Regions from separate parts of the Mus musculus genome. Here region 1 is linked to region 2. A link is a contact called in public promoter capture Hi-C data. All regions are on one chromosome and are shown on one strand. Each heading gives the region's core, a stretch centred on a gene start, on an enhancer-like site or on the middle of the called end of the contact. The rest is flanking DNA. Distances are from core to core; before and after follow the strand shown. Region 1 holds the start of D630041G03Rik (RIKEN cDNA D630041G03 gene). Region 2 has its middle 30 kb from the start of Oscar.

The links. Promoter capture Hi-C pulls out the DNA fragments that hold promoters and counts their contacts.
Region 1: a promoter capture Hi-C map of stem cell-derived epiblast-like cells shows a contact between it and region 2, with 8 times the contacts expected there. The contact joins the promoter of D630041G03Rik here to the enhancer-like site in region 2. A contact is called at or near these places in 12 of 39 promoter capture datasets (the 3T3-L1 cell line, the HPC-7 cell line, cranial neural crest and 7 more), 4 of 484 Hi-C or Micro-C datasets (the N1E-115 cell line, bone marrow-derived macrophages, cortical neurons and 1 more), 6 of 115 datasets of contacts at active chromatin or transcription factors (embryonic forebrain, embryonic stem cells, epiblast stem cells and 1 more) and 1 of 9 other capture datasets (liver).

The regions. Positions count from the first base shown.
Region 1 is chr7:4,468,624-4,473,222 of GRCm38.p6, forward strand. It overlaps D630041G03Rik (RIKEN cDNA D630041G03 gene), which reads right to left and starts at 2,261. Exons shown (of 1, transcript NR_028416.1): 1 at 1-2,261. Eps8l1 (EPS8-like 1) reads left to right here. Exons shown (of 20, transcript NM_001374622.1): 3 at 231-271; 4 at 573-631; 5 at 1,258-1,419; 6 at 1,660-1,809; 7 at 2,185-2,267; 8 at 2,604-2,865; 9 at 3,173-3,299; 10 at 3,490-3,578; 11 at 3,676-3,750; 12 at 3,852-4,000. It also overlaps a transcript of Rdh13 not described here.
Region 2 is chr7:3,584,259-3,588,844 of GRCm38.p6, forward strand. No RefSeq gene overlaps it. Among named protein-coding and RNA genes, the nearest start is that of Oscar, 30 kb to the right of the region's middle. Within about 2 kb of position 2,198, at least 25 of the 459 cell types and tissues checked have an H3K27ac peak or open chromatin away from gene starts, as enhancers often do. A contact at or near this core is called in embryonic stem cells, epiblast stem cells, hippocampal neurons and 1 more, where this site is marked.

The sequences.
Region 1 (4,599 bases), core at 1,011-3,510, 880 kb after region 2:
TCTCTTTGTACACCAGGCCTCGAACTCACACCTCTGCCTCCTGACTGCTGGAATTAAAGGCATGCACCACTACACCCAGCTTATACCATACCATCTTCTTTAACTCTGGTGTGTCCTGCTCTCACCTGCTCAGACCTTGCACGGCTCTCCATTACCCTCCCTGATGCATGCCTGCAGGGTCTATCCCCAGCCCCACCATCCTCCTAACCCCTTATTTTCTTCTTCACCAGGCCTGAAGCTGCACCCAAACCAAGTGCAAAGTCTATCTATGGTAAGCTTGAGGGTTAAGGCGACCAAGAACAAGGCTCTTGGGAGAAGAGAGAATACAGTCTGTCGTTTTGAGAGGAGGAGGAGGGGACAGAATCTGGGCTCTTGGATCTGAGAGAGAAGAGCTGGGGTCAGGGATCCTAGGTCTGAGGGAGGATGGCTGCAGTCTGGACTCCTGGGTCTGAGGGAGGAGAGCTGGAGTCTAGACTCCTCCTTCTGAGGGAGAAGGGCTAGCTAGCATCAGGGTCTAAGGAACCAGGCTGCAGTCTGACTCTTGCATGCACTTCCCCCTCTCCCCTCCTTAGAACAGAGAAAACGTTACTCCACCGTGGTTATGGCTGACGTGTCCCAGTATCATGTCAATGTGAGTCTGGGGTCTATGTTTCTCTAAGACGTTTCCTGGGGAGAGGTGAGCCTGAAGTGATAGGCCTTTTGAAAACAGGGACTGGGGACGGGGGCAGCCATCAGGATGTAAAGTGAATAAATAAGAAAGAGAGAGAGGGAGGCAGGAGGAAGGGAGGGAAAAAGAAGGAAAGAAAGAAGGAAGAGACTAGGAAAACTCAGCTCTTCTCTCCCCATGAACATCCGTCCCTGTTGCCTGAGAACTCAGTTCTGTCTGATCTTCCTCTGAGCCATCCCCAGTGCAGGATGCAGGACCAAATCGGCCACGGTTCCATGGTCCAGGAGAGGGTGTGGATGTCATAATGCAAAGCAGAGGAGGCACTTACAAGAGTTCAATCCTTATTATTTGTTGCCCTTGAGAAGCCTCCAATCTTGGTTTGAAGATGTCCTAATTGGAAGGAAATCTAATCAGTGCTGGCCACTGAAGGAGCTGAAGGGTCTGAGGGAGGGAGACTGAGGTCTGGATTCAAAGGGTCTGAGGAAAGCATTCTGGGGAAGTATGGCTAGGCTGAACAGGAGCTCCCTCTAGAAGCTCAGCAACAGCTTGGCATAGCCTGGGACTCAGCTACCTACTCTGTCTCCTGCCAGCACCTGGTCACCTTCTGCTTGGGGGAAGAAGATGGCGTGCACACTGTGGAAGATGCTTCCAGAAAGCTGGCAGTCATGGACAGCCAGGGGCGTGTCTGGGCACAGGAGATGCTACTGAGAGTGTCACCTAGTCAAGTCACTCTGCTTGATCCAGTCTCCAAGGTGCCAGAGAGCAATTGGGTGGAAGAGAGAAATGGGGCTGAGATCTGAGGGTGAATCTTGGCTCCGAAGCGTCCTTCCCCTGGGAACTTTGGCAAGCTATCCTTTGAAGCCTAGGTTATTAAACAGGGTGTTATTTCTAGGCCCCTGAACTCTTTCGGTTGCCTTGCCCCAAGTCCTGGACACTGCTCTAGCAGTCATAGGAATCTGTGCCTCCGTTTACCCTGCGACCCCGTCCTGCAGGAAGAACTAGAGTCATATCCTCTCGATGCCATCGTACGCTGCGACGCGGTGATGCCCCGAGGACGGAGCCGTTCATTGCTGCTCCTGGTGTGCCAGGAGCCAGAGCGTGCACAGCCGGATGTTCATTTCTTCCAGGGCCTGCTCCTCGGAGTGAGTGGGCGTGGCTCCGGGTGGCTTTTTTTTCTAGTAGAGAATCAGAGGCGGGGCTTCCATGTTTGGGGCGGGGCCTTGGCAAACGGGGACATAGCCTAGGAAAGCAGGTCTGAGAGGGAACCAGAATTGAGGACAGGTTGAATGAACTCTAGACCATGACTGAATGTGACGATGGGAAGAAGATGCAGAACAAAGGCTTTGAGAAAAACATAAAAAAGATGGTTGGAAGCAGGCAGGCAGGCAGGCAGAACCAAGATGGGGTCCATGGGGTTTGTCCAAGACAGTCGGAGGCAAAGCGCTGAGAACAAGAAAGAGTCCTGGGCAGGCAATGGGTGGGGCGTAAGAGGGGAGATCTTAAAGTATGATTGACAGGCGGAGCTGATCCGTGAGGACATCCAAGGGGCTCTGCAGAACTACCGCTCCGGACGTGGAGAACGCAGGGCAGCAGCGCTCAGGTGAGGAGAAGGGGGAAGCAGATGCAGAGCGCACTGAAAAAAAAAATTCTCCCATCTATGGACCTCACTCTCCTCAGCTAAGAAATGAGCTTGGTACGAACAGCCTAGAGTGTTGAATGTGGTCACAAATTAGCCTTGGCCAGGTCTTACCTGTACCTCCCAGACAAGGTGACCGCTCCGCTCCAGTCTTCTACTTTAGCCTGTCTTGGTCTTTGGTTTCTCCATCTTCGTATCCAGTTTCTCATTATGAAATGCCCAGCCTTCGTTTGACCGCCCCCCCCCCTTCCTGATCCCATCGGTTGCCCCAGCCTCGGTCTCCCCTTTTTCTTAACTCAGGGCGACGCAGGAGGAGCTGCGACGCGGCGCCTCTCCAGCAGCGGAGACCCCGCCCTTACAGCGTCGCCCGTCTGTCCGCCTGGTGATCAACACCGTGGAACCATCCGCAGTCCGCGGGCGACCCCAAGTGGAGTCAATTCCAGAGACTGAGGAAGCAAGGAAACCCGACCAAGCTCGCACGACTAGCAGTGCTGACCCTACCTCCCCAGACTTGGGCCCAAGAGGACCTGAGCTGGCGGGTCTGCAGGCAGAGCGGGATGTGGTGAGCTTGAGTGAGAGGCACCAGCTAGGAGAAAAAGATTTCCTTGACAATCAAGTCAGTCTTGGAGTGGGGAACGAGATTCAGGAACGTGGCACGTCTAGGTGTGACTAGCTGACAAGATGCTGGGTCGGGGATGGGAGTTAATTCTAGAAGTATGGCTAGAGTCTTTGATATAGACCACCCACTGCTCCAGTTATGGGCATGGCCTGACGTAGGGGGTGTGTCCAGGAGTTCAGATTGGAGCCCTGGACCTAGACCAGAGTCTGAGACTCAGGAGCACCACTCTTACCTCTCTTGCTTATGGTAGGATATTCTGAACCACGTGTTTGACGACGTGGAGAGTTTTGTATCCAGACTGCAAAAATCAGCAGAGGCTACCCGGGTTTTGGAGCACCGCGAGAGAGGCCGCAGGACACGACGCCGAGCTGCGGGAGGTAAGGGGCTTCCACATGGACCGAGAACACACCTTCCTGAGTGATGTCCAAATATCCTCTCCCCCTGGGGTCTCCCACCACCAGCCAGGTCTGACTTCCTAAGGCCACCCGTTTGGGTGTTTACACCTTTGGAATTGTTGTCTAATGCTTTCTTGGTGTCCCCACAACCTCACCTGCTCTCTCCGCACAGAGGGTCTGCTGACACTGAGGGCCAAGCCACCCACTGAGGCTGAGTACACCGACGTGCTTCAGAAAATCAAATACGCCTTCAGTCTGCTGGTGAGGATGCATCCATTGCTGGGCGTCGATGGAGTGAGGGCACTTTGACCCATCCATCATTCGTGCACTAATAAGAAATGACCTCCTTTCGTTCCAGGCCCGGTTGCGAGGCAACATCGCCAACCCCTCCTCTCCAGAGCTGTTGCACTTTCTGTTTGGACCTCTGCAGATGGTGAGGCTCATCTTAGCCCTCAGGGCTCCCCTGCTTTAGAAGGATTAAGATTCGACTTCAAGAAGGTCTTGTTGGCATGCTCATTTCTGTTGGCCTGGTAGATTGTGAACACTTCAGGCGGCCCTGAGTTCGCGAAGAGTGTGCGACGACCGCATTTGACGTTGGAGGCTGTGACTCTGCTCCGCGACAATGTCACTCCTGGTGAAAATGAACTATGGACCTCGCTGGGAGACTCCTGGACCTGCCCAGGGTGAGAGGGGAAACTAGAGTGTAGAGGTTTGACTTGGCTGCAGGACACTGCTAAATTTGAGGAGGGGACGAGACTTAAGATAAATGCCAGGATTCAACTGGAGAACATGCTCGAAATTAGCGTGAGGGAAAGGTTTAACATCTAATCAGATAGTTGGATTGAAGCAAATGGTGGGGCTTAGAGAATTTAGAGACAGACTACGGGGCAAGGAGGGTTGTTAGGCAAGTGGGACTCAGCTACAAGGAAAATGTGGGACATACAGGAAGTTGAAAAGGAGTCTGTCCTTGGAGGCTTTCAGGGAGAGCACGGAGCTCAGACTGGGAGCGGGTAAAGGGCAAGATGGATTGATGTAAGTGTTGAGAAAGTAGCCAGAAGCTCCAGAAGCTCGGCCAGTGGCGCTGTTGTCCCAGCTCTCGGTTGGTGACACAGGAAGAACAGAAGTTGAAGATTACCCTCCACTAGAAAGCAAGCTGGAGACCCTGTCACAAAAATGGGGTCTTTGGAGGTGTGAGTTTCTACAGGAATCTACGTCATTGCAGACAAAGATATTTGCCTCCACAAAACTGTCCTCCGACTTCCACATGTGCTCACCCACACCT
Region 2 (4,586 bases), core at 948-3,447:
TAAAATATCTTTTATGTGTGTGTAAAAATATCTTTTATTCACATAATGTAACTGCTGTCTCCAAGGTTTACTGCCTCCGTTTGCTAACACAGGCCCAGTACTGGAAGCTTCTAGCCTCTGTACAATCTAATCTAGGCCTAGAATGTTTTCAGCTTCTGAGACTTGCTGTTGAATAAGCTCACCCCTTCCTAGTTATTTCTGAATTCTGGCTGGCTGGTCAGCTCAGCTGTTCTGGCTCAAATTCCTCTCCAAGCTGACTGATTCAATCTGGCTTCTCTTGGTTTACGACCGGTTTGCTCTGTTTGGCCTCACACTAACTTTAGCAATGTATTCCAATCTTCTGGCTCCTTCTGTCTTTACCTGGGTCTACTTTGATCTCTCTGTTGTGCTTCATAAAATAGTGATTTAATGTGGCGGTAGGGAATACTTCAGCAGGTCCAACCAAGGTGTTCCCCTGAGGAGTCACCACCATGCAACAGCCCTGTACAAAAGGAAATTTATTGAGGGAAGGAAAGGGGACCTGGAAAAGGGGTAGAGGCAGAGACAGGAGGAGGGTACGGAAGTATGGAAGAGAGAGAGAGAGAAAGAGAGAGGAGGCTGGTCAGGGACACATGGTGAAGAGGGAGGGAAGCTAGGAGATGAATGAAGAGACACACAGAGAGAACTGGAGTACCTGAGAGTTTTTCTTATATGCCAAGTTGGCATGCACCTGGCAGGCTGCTATGCAAGCTGTTGCTAGGTAGCTGTTGGGTGGAGCCTAGAGGAGTTGCCAACACTCTTCAACCTGTCTCTGTAAACCTTTCCCATTAAAACTGCCTCTTTTGCTGGGCCTGGTGGCGCACGCCTTTAATCCCAGCACTTGGGAGGCAGAGGCAGGCGGATTTCTGAGTTCGAGGCCAGCCTGGTCTACAGAGTGAGTTCCAGGACAGCCAGGGCTACACAGAGAAACCCTGTCTCAGAAAACAAAAAAACAAACAAACAAAAAAACTGCCTCTTTCTCTGCCCTGCTCTCTCTAGTAGTTTCCCTTTCCTCTCACTTCCCATGAAAGTTGGGCGCATCCTAGTCTGTCACATCTTTCTCTGATTTGTCACTTTGTCTGCCACTCAGTTGGACATCACTTTCAAACATGGATGCTTCCTTCTACAAGCTAACTTTACCTTCATTGTTTGAGATTAAAGGTGTATACTAAGGGTGTGTCTATATTCCAGCCACAGGGATTAAAGGTGTATGCTAAGGGATGAGCCACACCATAACACAATCTCAGGATTCACAGTGTGATGAATTATCCTGCAACAAGGTGTGTGTGTGTGTGGGGAGACCGGGACTGGAGGTTTGACATTTCCCCTCCCCCTCTCCCTCTCTTCTCCCTCCCCTCCCCTTTTCCCTCCCTCCCCTCTCTCTCCCTCAAGTTTGTGGATCATGTGTAAGCTCTGATCAGCCACTGCTCCAGGGCCATATCTGCCTGCCAGTTGCCATTTGTACATCACAAAGTCATACTGCACAGCAGATCTCACGTGGGAGGTTTATTATAGGGGGAGTATAGAGAGGCTGCACCTGGGTGAGGGTGGAGGGAAGAAGAGATCGAGGAGAGGAGGCATTGGATTATCATAAGGGGATGTAGCATATGCACAGGAAGGATCTGCAACTCATGGTGACAGTAGAAATATGTCACATCTTGGCACTTAGTGATAACTTATCCTACTGTCGCTAGGTTCCCGGGGCAGGCTGAAGATGCCTGGTTGCTAACACCACGTGTATAAACCTAGGATATGACCTATCTATGGTATCTCTAAAGGGAAAGTTCTTATTGTAGAGATAAGGGGACAAACAGCCAGAGTCCTCTGGAAGAGTCCAGAGCAGAGAGGGGAGGTAGTTGACGGAACACAGCCAGAAGACTAGCTCTGGGTGTGAGAGAAGAACAGAGGGGAGAGCTGGGAAAGGGCTGAGTGAAGACAACGTGGGGAAGAGAGAGAGTGCAGAGCTGAGATAGCAGCATACTTAGAGGTAGCCGTGAGTAGCTGGTGGGAAGGAAACTCCCGAGCTGGAAGTTTAGGAAGTCAGGGCAGAAGAGCTGAGGAGAGTTCGGATGAACTCTGAAAAGTTTAGCAGGTTTTTCTGACGGATCATGGAGGCCAGCATGCACTTTGTTATGCTAATGGACACCACAGACAGCCTTTTGTACCTTCTGCAAGCGAGAGGAGAATTGGCTCCTTTGGGTAGAAGGGAACTGGTTTTACAAGTTCCTGGGGGGAATGCAGGCTTTTACCTGACAGAATTTGGGGAAATAGAGTTTCCTTTGAACATGACACTGATGATGATCATGTACTGTGAGCCCCAAATTAAATACTTTCTTCTATAAACTGCCTTAGTCATAGTGTCTTGTCACAACACTCAAAACGTAACTAAGACAGAATTCCTGTCTTTAAAAAAAAAAAAAGCTTAGCTGTAGGCTGGAGAGATGGCTCAGCACTTAAAAGCACTTGTTCTTGCAAAGGATGGAAGTTCAGTTACCAGTGTTGGGATTCAGACCCAGACAAATGATGGTTGGAGTGCATATTTTATATACCAAAGCAGACCTGCCTCCAGCTTCTCCCAGCATCTCTTAGGCCCTACCTGTTACAGGGCATGGCTGGCACACCCCGCCCTGTGCCCTGAACTTTCCACCCCAGGAGCTGCGCTCCCCCCTCCCTAGAAGCTCTTTCCTATATAATCCAGACATTTTGGTCTCTCTCTGCTTTTCTCTCTCCCTGCATGAGTATAATCTTTCTCTTCCTCCTCCCTTCTGACTCCCTCCCCACATCAACTTCCCTGGCCTTGTTCCTTGGGACCAGTGAACCTACCCAAGAGCAGCTTCCCAATATGCCCTCACCCAGCACCCACAGGATGGCTCCATTTCCAGGATATCCAATGCCTTCTGACCTCTTCTGGCTCTAGACATGGACATGGTATACATATAAGTTCTGCAGGCAGAACGTACATACATAGTATAAATAAATAAATCTAGAATTAGTTGTAACATAATGGACAAGTTTCTCTGAAGAGATATGCTGATTTAGGGCAAGGTTGTTGTGGATCAAACCCAGGGCCTCAATGTATGCAATGCAAGTATTCTACCAACCAAGTTATGTCACCAGCGCAGATATGCTAATTCAAAAGAAAACAATCCCCAGGCTTCTTGTTAAAATAAGAAATCAAGTGACTCATAGTTTTTAATTGCTTTTCACCCAGCTTGTATCAGGAAGAAGAGAAAAATGCCCCTCAGGGCCTTTGTCTTGATGGAGCTGATTCATCTTACTTCTTTAGGATACAGAAAAAAAAATTAGCAAAGCAAAGAATTATCAGAGAGTAAAAACAATTATAACTACAGGTGTTTCTTTGAAAGTCATTTTCATAAGATGAGGCAGTAATCTTTAAAGTCCTGAGACACTCACAAGACCCTTATATTCAACATATCTGTGTATAGATTTAATCAACTGAGAAAGAAGTGATTTAGTAATGCCATGAATATTCATGCTATTCTCCATATTGTACCAGAAAAACAAGATTGATATTCTTGGGAATGTTCTCAACTCAACACCTTATCAAATCAATTCCTTAAATTAGCTCTGTGACTCAGAAAAACAGTCTTTCTCCTTGATGCAGTAATAAGAAAAAAAAAATGTCTTTTTTTATTTTTTAAGAGTTTTGAGACAGGGTTTCTCTGTGTAGCCCTGGCTGTCCTGGAACTCGATCTGTAGACCAGGCTAGCCTTGAACTCAGAAATGCATTTGCCTCTGTCTCCAAAAGTGTCTACATTGCTTCTTAACATTTCTTGTAGCCTGGCATGGTGGTGATAGAACCTAGTGGGGAAACCCCCACTCAATTCCCGATCCGGCGTGCACCCAAGAATCACGAACAGAACAGAACGCCTTGATGTAATTACATGAGGTCATTTAATGACGGAGCTCCGGACCAACATGTATCCCACACAGGAGATAATGGATGTCGGCCATGAGGCTCGAAAGCTAGGGGTTTTTATGGGGTAAGGGGCTTAGGGGTGTGGAATTCAGCATAGCAACACACTAGACACATTATTGGCTTATTCAAACATTAACAGAAAGGGCATCAGGACTTTGTTCCTGTGGGCTGGGGGCTTATCTTGTTCACATAGCAACCAGTTGATGTATGACTTTACCCGGCGCCAAGGGGCAATAGACAGAGAGGAGGTTCCGGCCAGGTGGTGTTGACCCAGACAAGATAGCCCTGTTTGTCCTGCTTTGTTCTCAGCCCCAGGCCGCGGGCTCATAGACAACTCTTTTACATGAATCACAAGTTACAAAATCTCATTTTCCTTCAGTGGCGCTCGCCTTTAATTCTAGCACTTGGGAGGCAGAGGCAGGTGGATTTCTGAGTTCGAGGCCAGCCTGGTCTACAAAATGAGTTCCAGGACAACCATGACTATACAGAGAAACCCTGTCTCAAAAACCAAAAACAAACAAACAAAAGTCATTTAAAAAAAAAAAAACAAAAATAGGTGGTGGTGCACGCATTTAATCCCAACACTTGGAAGGCAGAGGCAAGCATATTTCTGAGTTTGAGGCCAGCC